Linked DNA regions of Mus musculus: region 1 is linked to region 2. The links are chromatin contacts, called in public Hi-C maps. All regions are on one chromosome and are shown on one strand. Each heading gives the region's core, a stretch centred on a gene start, on an enhancer-like site or on the middle of the called end of the contact. The rest is flanking DNA. Distances are from core to core; before and after follow the strand shown.

What was found. A called contact is a pair of places that touch in the nucleus more often than the background predicts.
Region 1: a contact with region 2 is called in a Hi-C map of uterus, with 5 times the contacts expected there. The contact joins two enhancer-like sites. A contact is called at or near these places in 1 of 15 datasets of contacts at CTCF or cohesin (pro-B cells), 118 of 484 Hi-C or Micro-C datasets (the 63-12 cell line, the AML12 cell line, B cells and 66 more), 10 of 115 datasets of contacts at active chromatin or transcription factors (the NIH/3T3 cell line, VIP interneurons, acute myeloid leukemia and 7 more) and 4 of 9 other capture datasets (adipose tissue, embryonic stem cells, embryonic tail and 1 more).

The regions. Positions count from the first base shown.
Region 1 is chr11:67,646,282-67,650,601 of GRCm38.p6, reverse strand. All of the region lies in intron 4 of Gas7 (growth arrest specific 7), which reads right to left. Among named protein-coding and RNA genes, the nearest start is that of Rcvrn, 47 kb to the left of the region's middle. Within about 2 kb of position 2,656, at least 29 of the 459 cell types and tissues checked have an H3K27ac peak or open chromatin away from gene starts, as enhancers often do. A contact at or near this core is called in trophoblast stem cells and uterus, where this site is marked.
Region 2 is chr11:67,378,793-67,383,582 of GRCm38.p6, reverse strand. No RefSeq gene overlaps it. Among named protein-coding and RNA genes, the nearest start is that of Gm40029, 31 kb to the right of the region's middle. Within about 2 kb of position 3,327, at least 54 of the 459 cell types and tissues checked have an H3K27ac peak or open chromatin away from gene starts, as enhancers often do. A contact at or near this core is called in trophoblast stem cells and uterus, where this site is marked.

The DNA.
Region 1 (4,320 bases), core at 1,407-3,906, 270 kb before region 2:
GTGTCACACTGGTGTCCCCTGGGCTACCCATCCATCAGAAAGGGAAACAAATGAAAAAAATCTGTAGTTATTACAGTGACCCAGGGCCTCCCCAACAGGGGGCAGACCTGCGACTGTGTGCCTCCCTGGAGATGCAACAGCCAGCAAGCAGCCAGCTCACCCCATACAGAACGCCTGTCAAACGACAAGCCTAGGTCCAAGCATGAGAAAGCAAACAGACTAAGAATGTAGGTTGGCCTACAAGACAAGGAACGACCTGGAGTCTTCAAAACAAGCTAGAAGTCAGTGTGAGGGCAGGCAAAAGAAAAGCCATGGGGCATCAGCCTAGACAAAGAGACTGGAGCAGACAAGGTGACAAAAGCGCCCGGCTCCTGGTATACAAGTCAGCAGTGGGAATCAAAGTTGAGCACACTCAACAGAGACATCAAAAACATCGGAGAGAAAGCAGTCAGCCAGTAAGAACTGCATAGAGCCGACCTGCTTGTAGATAAAGCACCATTTAAAAAAAAAGTCTGGAGTCAGAAAGTAGGCTAGTAGCAGCCCATGGCTTTGGGGGAGGCCTAGAGGGATGTGAATTCTCTACAATCCATTGTGATGCAAGATGCACACAAGGAGCACTCTAAAAACAACCAAGAATGCTTGGTGAGCACCACCCCCACTTCCCTCTTCCCTCCCTCCCCCTCCCTCTCTTTGCTTCCTGGGGATTGGATGTTGATCACTCCCCTTATAACCTACTGAGCTGTAGTCCCAGACTGTATTTTAAATGATGGAAGTGTATAATAATTAGTTGCATCTCAACACATGAGATGATGAGGTAGATAGACAGTCAGACAGACAAAGGAAGGAGAGAGAGAGAGAGAGAGAGAGAGAGAGAGAGAGAGAGAGAGAGAGAGGTGGACGGACAGACAATGATAGACAGGGCTAAAGAGGCAAAGTAATCAACGTTTTCATATCAAAAACTTGAATGGCTCTTGACCTGGGGAGAAAAGCTGGTATAAAAGGCATTTGGGGGACCATTAAAGAATTAGAATCTAGAATGCACATGATAGATAATATTATTGGACTTGTGTTTTTTTGGGGTACTGTAATGGTACTCTGATACCTTTTCCACTTGGTTTACAATTAGAAATACTTATATTTAGGGCATTAGTAACCTATGGTCTTAGGAGCTGAGGCAGTGCTCAGTACCAAAGTTACAGTTATGAAGTAGCAACAAAAATAAATGTGTGTTTGGGGGTTCCCAAGACCATTGGAAATATGTACTTTCCGAGGGTCACAACCCACAGGTTGGGAACCACTGATTTAGATCCATAAGTCAGGAGTTTTGCTGTAGGTACAGGTGGGGATGTCGAGGCAGGATGAGACCATTCATGAACCAACACTGGCCTAATGCCAGCGCTCACTGAAATGAGATGCTAGGTCCGTGGGTCCCTGTCACAGAAAGCCCTTGACTTTTGTAAGTTGACACAGTCCTACAACAGACACGTTTACATTTTGCCCTTTGCATATAATTCTGGAGAATTTTTTTTTCCTTCTGGATCCAGAGCTCACTACATAGCCCAGGCTATCCTTGGAGCAGAGACTCCATGCTCCTCCTGATCTGTGTACTGCTTGCCTAGTTCTCCTCCCGTTTGGCTGAACTGCTACTCCCACATCCTGGCTGTATCCCAGCATCTCTGCTGCCACAAAGAACACACACTACTGGCTAAGCTGTGAGCAACTCCATGACACGCAGGCGAGCAGCCCCTCCCCAGGGATCTCTTGAATCCTAGAGGAATAGGAAAAACCCTCTTCAGTTCCCAGCGCTGTTGGCACAAAACCGGGCTCCTTGTGATGGGCCATGCAGACCCCTCCTGCCGCATCTTTTGCCCTCCCACACCTGCCAATTCAGTAAGTCACAGCATGACACACACTTGATGTCTGTGGGTTCTTGGAAAGCTTCACCCTCCTTCTTGCCTCTAGGCATCTACATGCTGTGCCCTGGAAGACTGTTCACTAGCCCCCCCCCCCCATCTTTTTGTTAACCAACCCTCTGTGTAGCCTCTTCCACTCCTCCAGCCTAGCATCTTTTTTTTTTTTTTTTGGTTTTTCGAGACAGGGTTTCTCTGGATAGCCCTGGCTTTCCTGGAACTCACTCTGTGGACCAGGCTGGCCTTGAACTCAGAAATCCTCTGCCTCCCGAGAGTTCTTACCACTGATACAATTAAACAACTGTTTACCCATTGTCCTCCCCAGCTAGGGCTGAGCCTTTCCATACCTCAGAGCCTAGCAAAGACCTAAATACACGATGATTGGGTGTGCGTTACTAAAGCCAGGGGCCTGGGGAGGAACTGCAGAGACACAGCCTCTCAGCTCTTTCTCCACTTAAACTACCTTCTTCAACACACTCTGTAGGAGCCCCAGTGTCCCATCTTTCCTTTTGTGTCTTTTGGGGTAGTCAGGAAGCCAGACTGATGGAAGGATGGATTACAAAAAAGCCCAAGTAATGGTGGGCAGGAAGAGAAGGTGCAATCTAAGATCTGTTTCTTCTAAGGCTATTGGCCTTTGACTCCCGGGCTATCTCCCAACCAGGAAGGTGCCCTTTATCCAGGACACAGGCAGCAGCCGCCTTGATGTCTGCAGTACTGAAGTTTTCCACTGGGAGGCACCAGACCACCACCACCAGTGCCCATCCACCCAGCTCTCAAAAGACTGGGCAATGGAAAAAGCAGGACGCTCAGTCTGATAGGGACATTAGGTGTGCCTGCCCCTTCCTGCTACCTGTATGCCTTCCCATTTGCCCTCTCAAAGAGAGCGAAATCAATAAGGCTCTTCGCAAATCTGGGCTTGGCCATTGTGGCCTCAAATCCCACCTCTTCGATGGTTACGTGGCCCTTCATTCACTCATATTTAATCATTGTTCACAGGCACACACATGCTAGTGACCAAACCCTGAGCCTTGAACACACTAGGTAATTACTCCGCCGCTGAGCCACGTCTCAGTCTTAAGATATTATCAAGAACAATCGTGAGTTATGATTGGCAGCCCGGGATGGAGAGTAAATCTCCCTGTGTATTGAAGAATGCTGTGTGTGCTCAGGCATTGCCTGGGCCCTGCTGCCTTTTAAGGGAGACTCTCTCAACCTATTCATGGTTAGCTGGTAGAGCACTTTTGATAATTAGCCTCAGCAGTTCACACACTGGGCTTAAAAACCAGCGGCTTCCTCTTCAAATGTTGTCTGTTCATAGCCTGAAAGAATCCTAACGGATCTACTTTACAGTTCCGGATGCAGCGGGCAGATGCAGATTTACCTTTGCCACGTACCACACTGTTGACTTTTGTTTCTCTGAGGAGGTCTTACTTCAGGGTTATCATCCAAAACGAATGTTATGCTAACCTGCCTGTGTGTTGTAGCCACTGTCTACCAACCTGGGGCTCAGAGCTGGCCTTCCCTGGAAACCCAGTACCACACATCCCTTATCAACTATGTGTGTTCATGTGCGTGTATTGGTTTGTGTGCATGCATGTGTACATGTATGTATGTGTATGTGTGTATGATGTATGTATGTATGTGGTGTGTAGCATCTGTGTGTGGTATGTGCATGTATAGTGTTTTATGTATGTGGTGTATATGTGGTGTGTATATGTGTGTGGTGTGTGTGTAGTGTTTTTATGTGGTGTGTGTGGTGTATGTATGTGGTGTATATATGTGGTATGTGTGGTGTATGTACGTGGTATGTATGGTGTGTGGTATATGTATATAGTGTATATGTGTGGTATGTGTGATGTGTGTGTGTGTGGTATGTGATATGTGGTGTGTATGTGTGGTGTGTATGTGTGTGTGTATGTGGTGTGTAATATGTGTGTAGTGTGTGTGGTGTTGTGTGTGTGTGTATGTGTAGTGTGTGTGGTGTTGTGTGTGTGGGGTGTGTGTGTGTGGTATGATATGTGTGGTGTGTGTGTGTAGTATGTGTGGAGTTGTGTGTGTGTGTATGTGTGTGTGTGTGTGATATATCTATGCACACGCATATATGTGAGCACACACAAGGTGTGGCAGAGGTCAGTCCCAATCACTCTCTTCTTCATTCCCGAGACAGCGTCTGCCATTGCCCTAGAGTTCACCACGGGCACTACGCTGGCTGACCAGTGTAGCCCGCTGATCCTCCTGTCTCCACTTCCCCAGCTCTGGGACTACAGATCACCACCATGGCCTGACTTCTATGTGGGGGCTGGAAATTGGACCCGGGGCCTCAGGCTTGTGCAATCAGCACTTCATAGCCTAAGCTATCTCTCCAGCAGCCGCATCCTATTTTCTTAAATAAAAAAGTATATCTGTCTTT
Region 2 (4,790 bases), core at 2,078-4,577:
CTGGTTGTTTCTTCGGCCAGTGGATAGGTAGTCCTTGTAACATCGTAGCATATGGCATGGTGGGCATAACTGTCTATGTGCATGGTGAAAAGTGAGAGGCTTGAAATTGTTCAAAGCCACGGGCTTGAATCCCCACAACCTAGCAGCTAAACTCATACCTACTACAAAGCTATTTACTGAATCCTTGAAGAGCAATGTCAGTACCATGTTCTGATAAATGCTTCTTATTTTGTGTCCAGGAATCTTCCTCCATCTCTTTCTTCTCTCTTTAGTTTTGACATTTGCAGCCCCTTCAGTGACATGGATCAAAACGCCCACAGTCATCTGTTTGGGAGCACAGGGTGTGATACTTCTCCTGACACTTATAGATAGGTTTTTCTCAAGCTGTATTTCAAGAAAGGAAGGGAGAAAAGGTTTCCTGTCCTTTTCCTGAACCATGCTGGGACGCTGTCTTCACCTGTTTAACTAATGTTAGGAGAGGGATGGAAGGAGGCATCTGCCCTGTGTCCCAGGGCTCTGTCCACAGCAGGCTTCTTCAGTGTCCTGCTGAAAGACACTGAAGGTCCTATGGTTTTGGTGGGTCCTATTATTGGTATTTACTTGAATAGGAAACAAAACAGAAATTTTTAAAAATTAATTTACTTGAAATAGAACTATTTGGTCAGATGTGGTAACATGTATATGGGGTTGGATTTCTGGTTGAGAGCCCTGTTTGTCTCCATGTGGTCCCTATACCAGTAATATCAGCATTGCTTGAAGAGGGAGTCTGTCAGAAATGTAACTTCATCTCAGATCCCACCTCTGAACTAGAGAGTCAAAGACTGACTGGGACAGTCTGGCCTTTAGCCAGCTCTCTCCTGGCTAGAAGTTGAGGGCCATTGGTTTGAAGTCAAATGTCTGCAATGATGGATTTTTCCACACTCTGAATGAATCTGTAAGGCACAGCCTATGCCTCATCTTGCAGTACTGAACATGCATCTCCACACCATGGATGGACCTCCTGACCATAGGCATGGATGTCACAGCAATGTCAAGTTGTTTTGTTTTTTAAAAAACCAAACAAACAAAACTCCAAACACTGTTTCTATTTGTGTCTTGTTGAAGACCATTACTGAACAGTTCAGAGATGGAGCATGGTCCAAGACCATAACTTAAATAGAAGTGTTCTGGATCTGTGACTGTTTAATATGTCCACAAACCACCTGGGGATTTGGTGCCCCGGAATTCACTACATTTGGGAAGGGGCCTGCGATTCTTCACTTCTAAGAACCCACAGATATTGATGCTGGACTATGGACCACACTTTAGAATAGCAAGACTCTAGACTAGAGCAATGTGCAATGCTTTCTGTCTTCATGAACATCTATGTCAAAGATGTGAGTCTCTTATCACTTCCCATTTCCCAGGCTTCACCTTGAGGCCAGTCAAAACAGGTTCCCTCAACTGCTCTTGATGAAACCGTCTTCATATCCTTGACTCGAGTTCGGGTGGGCCTGTATGGATACCATCCATCCCCACCCCCAAGCTGACAGCCTCCCTTCTCCCAGCTTCCTTCCCCACCTCTCTCTGGCACGGCAGGCATTTCCTTTCACACTTCCTGGGGTGGCTCCAGCTGTGGGTGGGATGTGGATATTTCCATATTACTGATCTTTGGAACCCCAAAGGGTAGAAAAAGGGAACCACCACAGGGCTGGACAGTAATATCTACTGCATAACTTGTGCATCTGCCATGCAGGGCTTTCTTGTTCCCTCTACCTTCTTGAAGGTTCCATCCTGATTCACCTCATCCAGACTCCCCATTATTGACACTGCCAATCTGAGCTTCCCTGTGTTTATTCACCCTTAGACACCCTGTAGAACTCAGGGACTGGGGGACAGAATCGAACAGTGAGAGGGTACCTTCCTTTGCAGAAGATCACGATGAAATAGCTGTTATGACCTTGTTGCTCTTTGTGACGGTCTCAATGACACCTAACCTCTTCTTAGCCCCCCAGCACTTCCTATGGCCAGTTCTCCCCCAAAGGTGGCCTTGATCCAAAGCCTTGTTTCCAGAGGTTATGTGGACGTGCCTCCTGACAGTGGGCTGAGGGATTGAGTCATAAATAGGTTCTTCTATCAAATTAGAGAGTCATTTGCTGAGGCCTGAGGACAGAACCCCTCAGGCAGCTAACTTACAAAAGCTATTCACACCCTGCAAAGGAATAAAAATTCATGTACAGTAGAAACCCCATCTTACTCTCCACACCGTGGGCTTTCCTGACAAAGCCCTATGTTCTCACATGATGAAGACTAGCATGTACATATTAACATGGACTCTTTGTTTAGTACCTGTGAGTATAAGCATTCACGTGGTCATATTGATGTCACTTGTGCGTTTGCCCTTTAAAATATGCACAATCCTAGGGCAGCATGGTGGCTGCAAACCCAGGCATGCATGCGCAAACATACACACACACACACACACACACACACACACACACACACAGAGAGAGAGAGAGAGAGAGAGAGAGAGAGAGAGAGAGAGAGAGAGAGAGAGAAACTTTGATATTGACAGATTCTTTTAAACAGTCTGTGCCACATCTGTCAAATAAGGATAAAGTAAGAGCCTCCAGTGCCAGGCTATAGTGAGCAATGAGATGATCCACGGAAAGCTCTTGAAAGCGCACTGAGGATGTAATATGCACCCAGTTAACTCTGTGGCTGTAACTATTATGCTTATTACCATATCAGACTCAGGCAGACCTTTGTTACCGAGCATCTTAAGTTTTAGCTATTTAATTATAACAATGCTGTTATGTACACCCATCCTATCTGGTCTCTCCTGTATGTGCACAGCCCCCTTTATGCTGGATACAAGGTGGTAAGCCTGTCGGCTCTTGACACAGTTGGCAATTTTGTGGTGAGAAATGCATGAATCTAACGGAGCAAGGGTTTCTACAGGACGCAGTGTGAGGATGGAAGAAACTGAGGCAGGTTATGTCTTTGAGAGGAAGGCACTAATTGGTCTTGTTTACTTAACCGTTTGTTTCCCAGTACCAAGAATAGCTCCTGGCAGGACACAGGACCTCAGTTAATTCATTGTTAATCAAATGAGTTGGCTGACATATCTCCAGAAAGAGCAATCCTCCTGCCCAAGCCAGCAGCTGGCTGTGGGTGGCCCTGGGTTCAGATGGAAGCCATGTCCTGATTTTTTTGTGGGTCCAGATGTTTTGTCTAGCCCCACCCACATCTGTCCTTCCTGACTCATGGGACAGGAAGTTCCTGACTATGGGACACTGACTCTGAGCAAGAGTCTCTCCCTCCTGCTGTCGGCAGCCAGCGGCACTGAGCTCAACTGGAGACATCAGCTGAGGAAGAAATGATGAGATGTTAGGAGAGGCCGGAGTCTAGTACAAGCTGTGAAAGATGAGAGTTGTCTGCTGGCCCTGAGCGCTGGCTGATTCAACAGTGAGCAAGGAGAGAGACATGTCCCACATTGTCAGAGTCTTATGGAGTGGCACTGTCATTCCCCGGGAAAGAGACTAATGAGGGTGAGTGGGAAAGAAAGGGAAGTGGCCGCTGGCATTTGTGAGGTTACAGACACTGTGTCACTTTGCCCTTCCAGTGACCCATAGGAAAGGCAGAGTCGGTCCAACTTTAAGAAGCGCAGATTCATTCATTCAGCATGGTCTCCAGCCACAAAAGGAACATCTGCTGCTTTTGTCCTGCTGTTTCTTTGGAAATAGGAACCTGACCCAGTGGGAGGCTAGGAACCACCCTCCTCACTCTCAGTTTATGGAGCTTGGGAGGAGCTGATGACACTCACACTTCCAGGACCTGTGACCCAGACCTGACCAGCCAGACTCCGCATCCTCCAACCACCTCCTGCCCATGAACGTGGGACCATGTTCAGCAGCAACTGAAGCAAAGCAGTTCTGTTGTTTTTGTTTTCCCCTTTCCTGCAAGTGCCTGTATGCAACCATCGGATTTTAAAATGTCAGTTATAAGTTCATTCATTTTGGAACCATTTGGTCGCAGCTTTTATTTATTTATTTTCGGCGGTGCACTTGACTTAGGGCTTGGGAGGTGGCTCAGCAGGTCTCAGAGGCACTGCCTAAAAGACTGACGACCTGAGTTTAATCCCCAGAACCCACATAATGGAAGAGAGAACTGACTGCCAGAAGTGTTCCCGTAATTCCCAAAGGTTCACTATGGCACATGAATGCCTACACACGTGCACATATAGGCGTGTGCACACACATAAATGTAATAAAAATTTTAGAAATACAGTTGGTTTAAAGAGGGAAGGAGAGAGGGGAGGGGAAGGAGAGGGGAGAGAGAGAGATTGAGAGAGAGAGAGAGAGAGAGAGAGAGAATATGAATCATCTGAATGCCTACATCTGAACATGATGTTTTGGAGAAGGCAGGCAGCCTGAAGATTGACTGCTCTTGGAATTTCGTTTAGGTGAGCTAGTAAATTTCTTTTTCACCTAGATATTTGGAGCTGACCTTCTGAAACAGCGGACTCAGTCCTCAGGCCTGGAGCAGAACAGCACAGAGGGGATTTCACAGCAGCCTTCTTCCATGTCCTTTCTGTCCTCTCTCCAACCTTGCCCCGAGGAAGACAGAAGAAATCGCTCCTCTCACAGGTTTTCAATGAGCTACCTTGCTTAAGCTGACATAGGCTAGGGGGTTAGGCTGGGGGTTGGCTCTCCGTATTCCAGCATCTCTCACAGACAGGAATGTAGGTTCCTTTTGCCTGTATTTCATTGTTTCCTGTCAGCGACATGCTGCTAATGGGCTTACAAGCC